Regions from separate parts of the Mus musculus genome. Here region 2 is linked to region 1. A link is a contact called in public Hi-C data. All regions are on one chromosome and are shown on one strand. Each heading gives the region's core, a stretch centred on a gene start, on an enhancer-like site or on the middle of the called end of the contact. The rest is flanking DNA. Distances are from core to core; before and after follow the strand shown.

Region 1 (4,263 bases), core at 1,642-4,141:
CACACACACACGATAGATGATAGATCAATGAAACAAAACTGCACGCGCGCACACACACACACACACACACACACACACACACACACACACACACGATAGAGGATAGATCAATGAAACAAAACGAACAGAACCTTGCAAATTCAAGTGGTGCATCTGAAAAACTAATGTGTGTATGTATGAATAGGACACATGTAGTCATGTGTATGATGTATGTTCATGTGTATGGTAGGCATTAGTATGTGTGCATGTGTGTGTGTGCCAATGTGCATATGAAAATCAGAGGACAACCTCGGATGTGGGCCCTTGGCTTCTACCTGAACAGCTCTTCTTTGCTTGCTTTTGAGTGTGACAGGGTACTGAAGCCGAGAGCTTCTTGGGGGAGGGGGAGTGGGAACAGAATTCTTTATTCTCTACTTCCCATCATGCTATGAGAACCTAGAAATACAGACTATGCTACTCCACCAGGTTTTACATGGGTTCTAGGGATTTCAACTCAGGTTTTCATACTTGTCCAAATGGACTAAATGCATAGTTGTACAGCTGAATCATGTGGTTGGTCTAATTTTAACTTTTTGAGAAATCGCCACACTGATATCTACAGTGACTGTACAAGTTTTGCTCCCATCAACAGTGAACAAGGGTTTCCCTACACTTGCCTTGATAAAGGTGACTATTCCATTTAGGATAGCGCACTGAGTAAAGTTTTCTTGATATCTGGAAGAAATTCCAAGCGAAGCTAGCCAGACCAGAAAGAGACTACTATATGTCGCTTATATGTAGACTCTATAAACACTCATATATAGATACTGTAAATATAGTTGCTAGAGATGGGATGGAGGTGGGAAAAGAGAGAAGTGGTAGCCAAAAGAAATAAACTTTCTGTTATTCTATTTTATTCTACTACAAGTGATAAATGAGATGAGAGATGGTGGCCAATTTACTTGACTACAGTCAACATTTCACTGTAAGTATGGTTAGCAAGATAATCATGTTATATACCTTAAAAATGTACAATTTAAAAAATGTGGACTTTGCAGATCATCTCAGTCTTTTAAAGGACACCCATTGCTCTTCAGGTCACCAAGACACTCCCACCTGAGAAGGAGTAGCAGCAGGTGCTGTAGGAGAGTTGCACGGCCCACCTCCCGGTACACCGAGTACTGTATCTGCTATTCGCTCTTGTGTTGGGACATGAAATGAACTGGGAACTGGGAGAGGAAGCAAAATCTGGACACTGAACAAAATGTCTACTTACATGAACTTTTGTCTACACTCACTGCTCAGGTCTCTGACTCAAATAATCTTGGTTACCATTTTGAGGATAGGAAAACCACTTCAAGCATTATGGATTGCCTCTCCACACTTATCTGGCTGAGTATCAAGTGGAGACTCATGTCTATCTTTATTACTATAGTTGTTTCAGAATGTCATATCTTTCAGGCATCCTTAAGGGTAATTATGGTATTTATGAGTGCTTTCTAATCCAGAAATAATGTCTGTGCTACACTCAAAAAAACCTAGTAAGCTTGGAAAACCCCAATTTTGTTTCCTCTTCCTTGAAAGCAATCACTTTAAAATCTCTCTGAGGCTGATATCAACAACTGATTAGGGTATGGAACGAACTGAATGTAACCGCATCTTCAGTGGAGAATAAAAATGAGTTGTAAATATCCAACTATCCCGTAAGTTGTAAAAAAGTGTGCATCAGACTCTCCTTAACTGTTACTGTGACACAGCAAAAGGACTCCTGGAAGCTAGAGTTTCAAGTTGGTGTCCGTTAGAAGGTCCTTCATTTGTAAATGTGATGAAGTAAGCATGCACACACACATGCACAGGAATGCACATAGACACACGTATGCACATATATGCACACTCACACACAGTATCTCAGTGAGGAATAAGAATCAGCATTGTATGTGTGAGCCATAGATGTGGAAACAAAGGAATCTTGGCAAAAATCAACTCCCGAGAGTGAGGAGAGGCAGAGCATTTTATTTAGATGTTTTGCCATCCTAAATAGGTTTCCAGATGATGTCACCTTTGACGAGATAGGAAAAAAAATACGGAAGGTATGGTGACATAGTGGCGAGAGCTGGGGTGCAAGCTTTGTGAAGTTAGAAAACCCTGAATGTTAGAACCATGATAGCAAAGCCAAACTATTTATTACAGGAGACACAGCAGACAATTGGCAGAACAGGAAAAACAGTTTGTAAAGAGGGGCAAACCTGAGACCTTCAGTCACACTACTGATGAGGACAGAAAGAACTATGGGGCACAGAGTAATAATATAGCTTAAGAAATAAACCCTTCCACAAGTATAAGCTACAATGAATGGGATAGAACAAGAATTTAAATGTGTACTAAAACAGAACTTTTCTCAGTGTGGAAAAATACATTAAATATGTGATTTGAAAAGAAACCTTATTTTAGGAAATAATGAACATATACACATAAAATTTGGATATCCTTTGAGTATAATTGGACAATTCTGGAAGAAAACACCTGTTTATTTAAAGAATAGACAACCTGCTATCTAAAACATCAAAACTAAGCTGGCCTCAGACTTACTCTCTACACTAGGCAGCAAATGGATATAGAGTCATGGGTTGCTCAATGAAAATGCTTCTGACCGGAGCCTCTACTCTATCTGTTTGCCTGTTATGTACATGGATGGTACAACAGCTTGCTATGTAAGCTTTCAGGGAACACACACCCATATGGTGCTCAGCATTGTTTCCTAATGAAGTCAGGGAACAGGCAAGATAGCCCTGGGAGGTAAGAGAAGGGGAGCGTGGGTCAGCAAGACGCAGGCAAGTCGGGTTGGAGTCAGCAGCACTGAGCCTGAGAAGAGTGCTGAGGCACTGTTTAGGAGAGTCTGTGGTTGATTCTTGCACACTCTACTTCCTTCCCCAGGCCATGGTCCCTGGCCACTGCTTCTCTCTTAACGAGGCAGGGAGAAAGTAATCATGAAGAGGAAGTATACTGGGAAGGAATGAAGAAATGAGGGCTGTGACCTCTTCCTAAACAGGGCCAGGAAATGAATATGGAACTGTGATTTAAGCAATGGAGGAATTTCAGGATTTGGGGAAGGCTTATGTGACCCAATAGCTTGTATTGGGGACACATAGTCTCATATTCTGTGCAATGAAGTACATTTGACCTTTTTTGATTGTTGCTGGGTTTTGTGTGAATGTGGGACACAGAAAAGCAAGGATAGTTCAGTGAGATACAGGGGTCAGATGCAACCCTTCAATGCTGCAAATCCTTTCCTATAAAGATGTGAAAATACATGTTAAGCCTCCAAATGGATGTGTGGAAGCCAAAGCCGCCCAATATTATTTCTAAACAGTTAATTCTTTAGCATTTGTTTTCATTTACCCCCAACTGTGTCTGCATGCCATAGTTGGTAGTTCTTCCTGTAAAGCAGGCCTTCAGCATAGTTCCTGAGGTCTTGTCTAGTTTCAGTATCTCCATCTGCTTGAGTTTGTGTGTGTGTGTGTGTGTGTGAGAGAGAGAGAGAGAGAGAGAGAGAGAGAGTCTGTATATGAATGTGTGTGACTGTGTGAGTGTGTATGTGAGTGTGTATTTGAATGTGTACGTGTGTGAATGTGTTTGTATGCGTGTGAATGTGTGTATGTGAGTGTGTATGACAGAGAGAGTGGAGGGAGGAAGGGAAATATGTAGAAAACGTGGACAACAGTACAGAGACAGCTCTCTTTAACAAGCATGGATTGATAACTATCTTTTCGTCAGGATTTGCTTCCTTTCCTACACACCCTCTTTATGACTATCTTGTGTTTCTCTTGTGAGACTGTCACCTTTTATACCACTCCCGGCTTCTCTCAAATAAGTCATGATCTCATTCTTTTATGACACATTTGCATGTACTCTGTCTAATATTTTCCTCTCCCAGACCCACAGAGAAGCATCACAACATGCTTACCAGGGAAGCTTGCACACTTTCCCCTCTTTCCCTGTGTCTCGGGTCTCTCAGTATGAGACAGAACAGAGTTGGCCTCACCTGACACTGGCATTCATTCCTGCCTTGCAGAAACTGTGGTACAGTCATGCATGGCGATCACTATAAAATCCTTAGTGAACTTTCCGAGACACAAACAAACATAGATGGTTCGAGAAATATTGATTTCTTCTGGAAGCTTGTGCCTCAGGAGATGCAGTGCTTGGGAAGCAAAGCACACTTATAGCTGTTGCCATGGAATGATCTGAGAGAGACAGTAAGGCGAATGGATGTTAGCTGCCATT
Region 2 (4,060 bases), core at 422-2,921, 360 kb before region 1:
GCCCAGGCTAGACTCAGATTCTCAGAAATTCTTCTTCTGGACTTACAGGCATTAACCACCTTGCCCAGCCTTGAGATGGGACTTTCGGGATGAAGAAACCTTGAGAGCACATGCCGCCCGCAGTCTAGGTGTAAATTGTCTCGGGGCAGGATGAGTTGCATTTATGTATTAATTAAAGAAAGAATTGCATTGACATGGTCTCAGAAGACAGCTTGCAGGAACTGTTGGTTCACCTATGATGTGGGTCCCAGGGGATGTAGAGTTCATGTCTTTCTGCCTGGAGGTAGGTACCTTTCTAAGCTGAGCCATCTTGCCTCCTAGAGCCTCCAGACAATGGCTTCTACTTCTGATGACTCTCTTCCTTTGATTCGTGACTCACACAGATAGAGGGTTGGACTTTCTGAGTTTAGTTTCCCCCCGCCAGTTAACCCTTCCCTCCTTAAGAAGATAAATCGCCTGACTTCCTCAAAAGCTCTGAAACACACCCTTTGGCTGTAAGAGAGAATTAGGCAATCTCAAAATTCCCCCATTGCCCCCTTTTGCTCTGGACCTCACAGCCCAGCGAAGCTGGTGCAGTTCTTGTTTTAAACGCAGAGAGCGCTCTAAGATCAAGGCTGATTACTCTTAACTAGATTGTGATCTCCCAGCCCCCTCTGTTTGGAACAGGGAATTTTGGACATGCAAAAACACACTCCCTTAGGGAATCTTTAGAGCAAACAGAACAGGGAGGTGGGGAGGAGCTTCCTGCAAAGGCCACTCCCTCTGGAGCTGCAGGGGCTTAACTGCATGACCAGAGGCAGGAGAGGAGGCTGGCCCACTTGTTCCCATCAGCTCCTGTAGGTAATCTTTAAAAAGCAAGACTTAAAGAGAGAAGCTTTGATGAAGGAACAGGAAAAGACATGTAGAGTAAGGTTTGGAGCAAAGATGGAGGGTTGGAAGGAACTCACACAGGTTCTCATATGCAGGACCATAGCCCCACCCCACAAGCCTCATCCTTTCACACAGCAGTGTTTCAAGGGTAGAGGCAATTTGTGAAAGACTTTTCTGGGAACTATGGGAAGATACCTTGCTCTTTAAGCAAAGGACAAAACAAACCAACTTGAGAAAAGTAAGGGAAGGCATATCTGAATGTCCTGACTTTTCTCAGTTAGCTTTCTCTTTTCCAGCACTCTGCAACCTTTTACCAAAGGGGCATACTTTCTTTCTGATTAGTGTCTCCCAAGGTCCCTTCCTGTCCCTACTGAAGGAAACACTTTCCTCCTTCAGTGGCCATTGGGCCACCAGCAGAAGCAACACCTGTAATAGCTTGTCAAAGGGGGCAGGCTTGAATGGGAGAGGATCGGTCTGGAAGCTCCAGCCTGTGTGGAAATGCAGAGACCGATGCAAGGGGCCAGGAGTGGGTGGAGGAGGACACAAAAGACAGGGAGAAACTCCTCACTCAATTGTAGGAATATTGGAAGATGGTTGGGGGACAGGGTTAATTCAGGGCTGGTCTGGGAAGTTAGTCTAAATCTCACTGGGGAGGGTGTCATAGTATCATGTGATGACCATTCCTGACAGGTACCTATTTCTATGGTATTCTTTCAAAGGTGACACTGAGCCCTGGGTGGTCCCTCACTACCAAAGCAGGCACCTGTACTTGTCAGATAAAGACAGCCAGGACTGCTGACTGCCCTTTACTTCCAAAATCAGAGAGCCAGAGAGCCATGGGCAAATCGCCAGGGATGTGGTAAGTGATCAGGTATCTACAGAAATGAATCCATCTCCACCTTCCTTCTCTCTTTCACAGTTTTGACACAGGGTGTCACTATGCAGCCCAAGCTGGCATGACATCACCCTTCCTCTGTCCCCAGAGTGCTGGACTTAGACACAGGCCTGTTGTATGTGATTTCCCATTTCTCCAGAGAGAGCTCAGATCTGAACCTTGACTTTTAATTATTTATTTATTTATTCTGTATATATTTGTTTATTCCATGTCATGTTGGCTGCCTAACGGTCAGAGTTCTGCATGAAGCCATCGGTTCCCGGCTTCCCACCTCTGTGTGACTTTTTTTCCCCTCTTCCAGGTATTTGGTCCTGTTTTCTCTTTTGGCATCATTTTCTGCTGAGCCCACCATGCATGGGGAGATCCTGTCCCCTAACTATCCCCAGGCGTACCCCAATGACGTCGTGAAATCTTGGGACATTGAAGTCCCAGAGGGGTTTGGGATTCACCTTTACTTTACCCATGTGGACATAGAGCCGTCAGAGAGCTGTGCATACGACTCAGTGCAGGTATATTACAGCACAGGAGGGAGAGGGATGGGAGGAGCGGGGAGGGATGGAGGAATGAGAGGATTTAGGGGGCTGTGTGTTGTCAAGCCGTCCTATGGGGTAGGGGCATGGCTCAATGGCAGGGTACTTGCCATGCAAGGACATGTCCCTGAGTTTGGTCCCTAGCACTGGGGGAACATGAGGTGGGGGTGAGGGAGACAGACCGGACAGACAGACAGAGCTGGAGGTCGGGAGTAAAGGTTCTGCTCTCTTTGCCCATTCTCAGTTTTACACTTCCGTCTTCTCTTAGATAATCTCAGGAGGCATCGAGGAAGGGAGACTCTGTGGTCAGAGGACCAGCAAGAGCCCCAACTCCCCCATTATAGAAGAGTTTCAGTTCCCATACAATAAACTTCAGGTGGTCTTTACCTCAGACTTCTCCATCGAAGAACAGTTTACCGGCTTTGCAGCATACTACACTGCCATAGGTAAGGCATCCCTCTGTATGTGACATCTGGATCCAACTAAAAGATGGGAACAGGTAAATGACCACTCAGTGCATGAGATGAGAATTCTGTTGTCTCGCTTTGAGTCATAGTCTCGATATGCAGCCATGGCTGGACACTCCAAGACTCCAGCTTTGTGCCACTGCCCCCGGGCTGCTTACATCTTTAACGAATGTTGACTTGCCCTGGGTCTGCTTAGGAATTGCCTTGCCTTTGTGTGACTTTATCGCATGTTAGTGGTGGTAAAGCAGATAATGAGACTGAGAACCACTGAGAAATGGTCCTCTATCAGGTGGCTTGCTTACATGAATGCAACCTTCACCTCAATTCTGCAGTGTGGGCAGCATGGTCTTCCTATAAAGATACGGATCTGGTCTCAGTGGTGCAGGACTGTAATCCCATACACTCTGAAGGCTGAAGCAGAAGAACTGTCAACTCTAGGTCAACAGGGGCAACTTAGTAAGAACCTGTCTTCCTATCAGAAGTAAAGAGAGGGCTGTTGAGACAGTTCAGTCAGTGAAATGGTTGCTATACAACCGCCCATTAGAGTTCAGGGTCCATGAGAAGGTAGAAGGAATAACGAACACTATACGCTTGTCCTCTGACCTTCATATGTCTGCCCTGGCATGCCTCCATCATGCACATAAACGTGCATGGATAGTAATAAGAAATGCTAATTTAATCCCATCACTCAGGAAGCAGAGGCAGGCATATCTCTGTGAATTTGAGGCTAGCCTGGTCTATAGAGCAAGTTCTACGACATCCAGGGTTATATAGATAGAGATCTGGTCTCAAAAAAAAATTAAAAGGAGGGCTGGGAATTCTGGCACAGTGCACACACCTGTAATTCCAATCCTAAGCAGAGGCAGGAGAATCAGGAATTCAAGGGCAGCCTGGGTTACAGAAGACTCTATATTAAAAGATAATCACTCCAGCTTAGTGAATGAATGCTTCCTTTGTGTCTGAAAGGCTCTCAGAAACCTCAAGACTAGGGAAAAACTGAAAACTGAGAACATTAATACTTTACCAAGGAATGTATAAGCAGGACTATGTGGTACTAGGTCCTTCTACATCCATCTCCAGGTTAAAATGAAGATAGGCCTGCTCGTAAGTCCAAATGTCATCAGTTTTACAGAAAGACCAACATCCTATAAAGTAGGTCCTAACGTTTCTCCCCAGGTGACGTCACCACCGTCTTTCCTTTCAGCGGTGTCTCTGGCACAGATTCTTTTCTTTTCCAGACAGAGTGTCTCTATGTAGCCCAGGCTGGCCTTGAACTCCTGATTCTCTTGCTTCAGTCT

The links. Hi-C and Micro-C count contacts between places; a contact is called where the count stands out from the background.
Region 2: a contact with region 1 is called in a Hi-C map of the HPC-7 cell line, with 3 times the contacts expected there. The contact joins the promoter of C1s2 here to the enhancer-like site in region 1. A contact is called at or near these places in 3 of 39 promoter capture datasets (the 3T3-L1 cell line and 3T3-L1-derived adipocytes), 2 of 484 Hi-C or Micro-C datasets (the G1E-ER4 cell line and the HPC-7 cell line) and 1 of 9 other capture datasets (macrophages).

Annotation. Positions count from the first base shown.
Region 1 is chr6:124,272,064-124,276,326 of GRCm38.p6, reverse strand. No RefSeq gene overlaps it. Among named protein-coding and RNA genes, the nearest start is that of Gm25311, 30 kb to the left of the region's middle. Within about 2 kb of position 2,891, at least 53 of the 459 cell types and tissues checked have an H3K27ac peak or open chromatin away from gene starts, as enhancers often do. A contact at or near this core is called in the HPC-7 cell line, where this site is marked.
Region 2 is chr6:124,633,696-124,637,755 of GRCm38.p6, reverse strand. It overlaps C1s2 (complement component 1, s subcomponent 2), which reads left to right and starts at 1,671. Exons shown (of 11, transcript NM_173864.2): 1 at 1,671-1,729; 2 at 2,067-2,274; 3 at 2,564-2,741. The coding sequence starts at 1,707.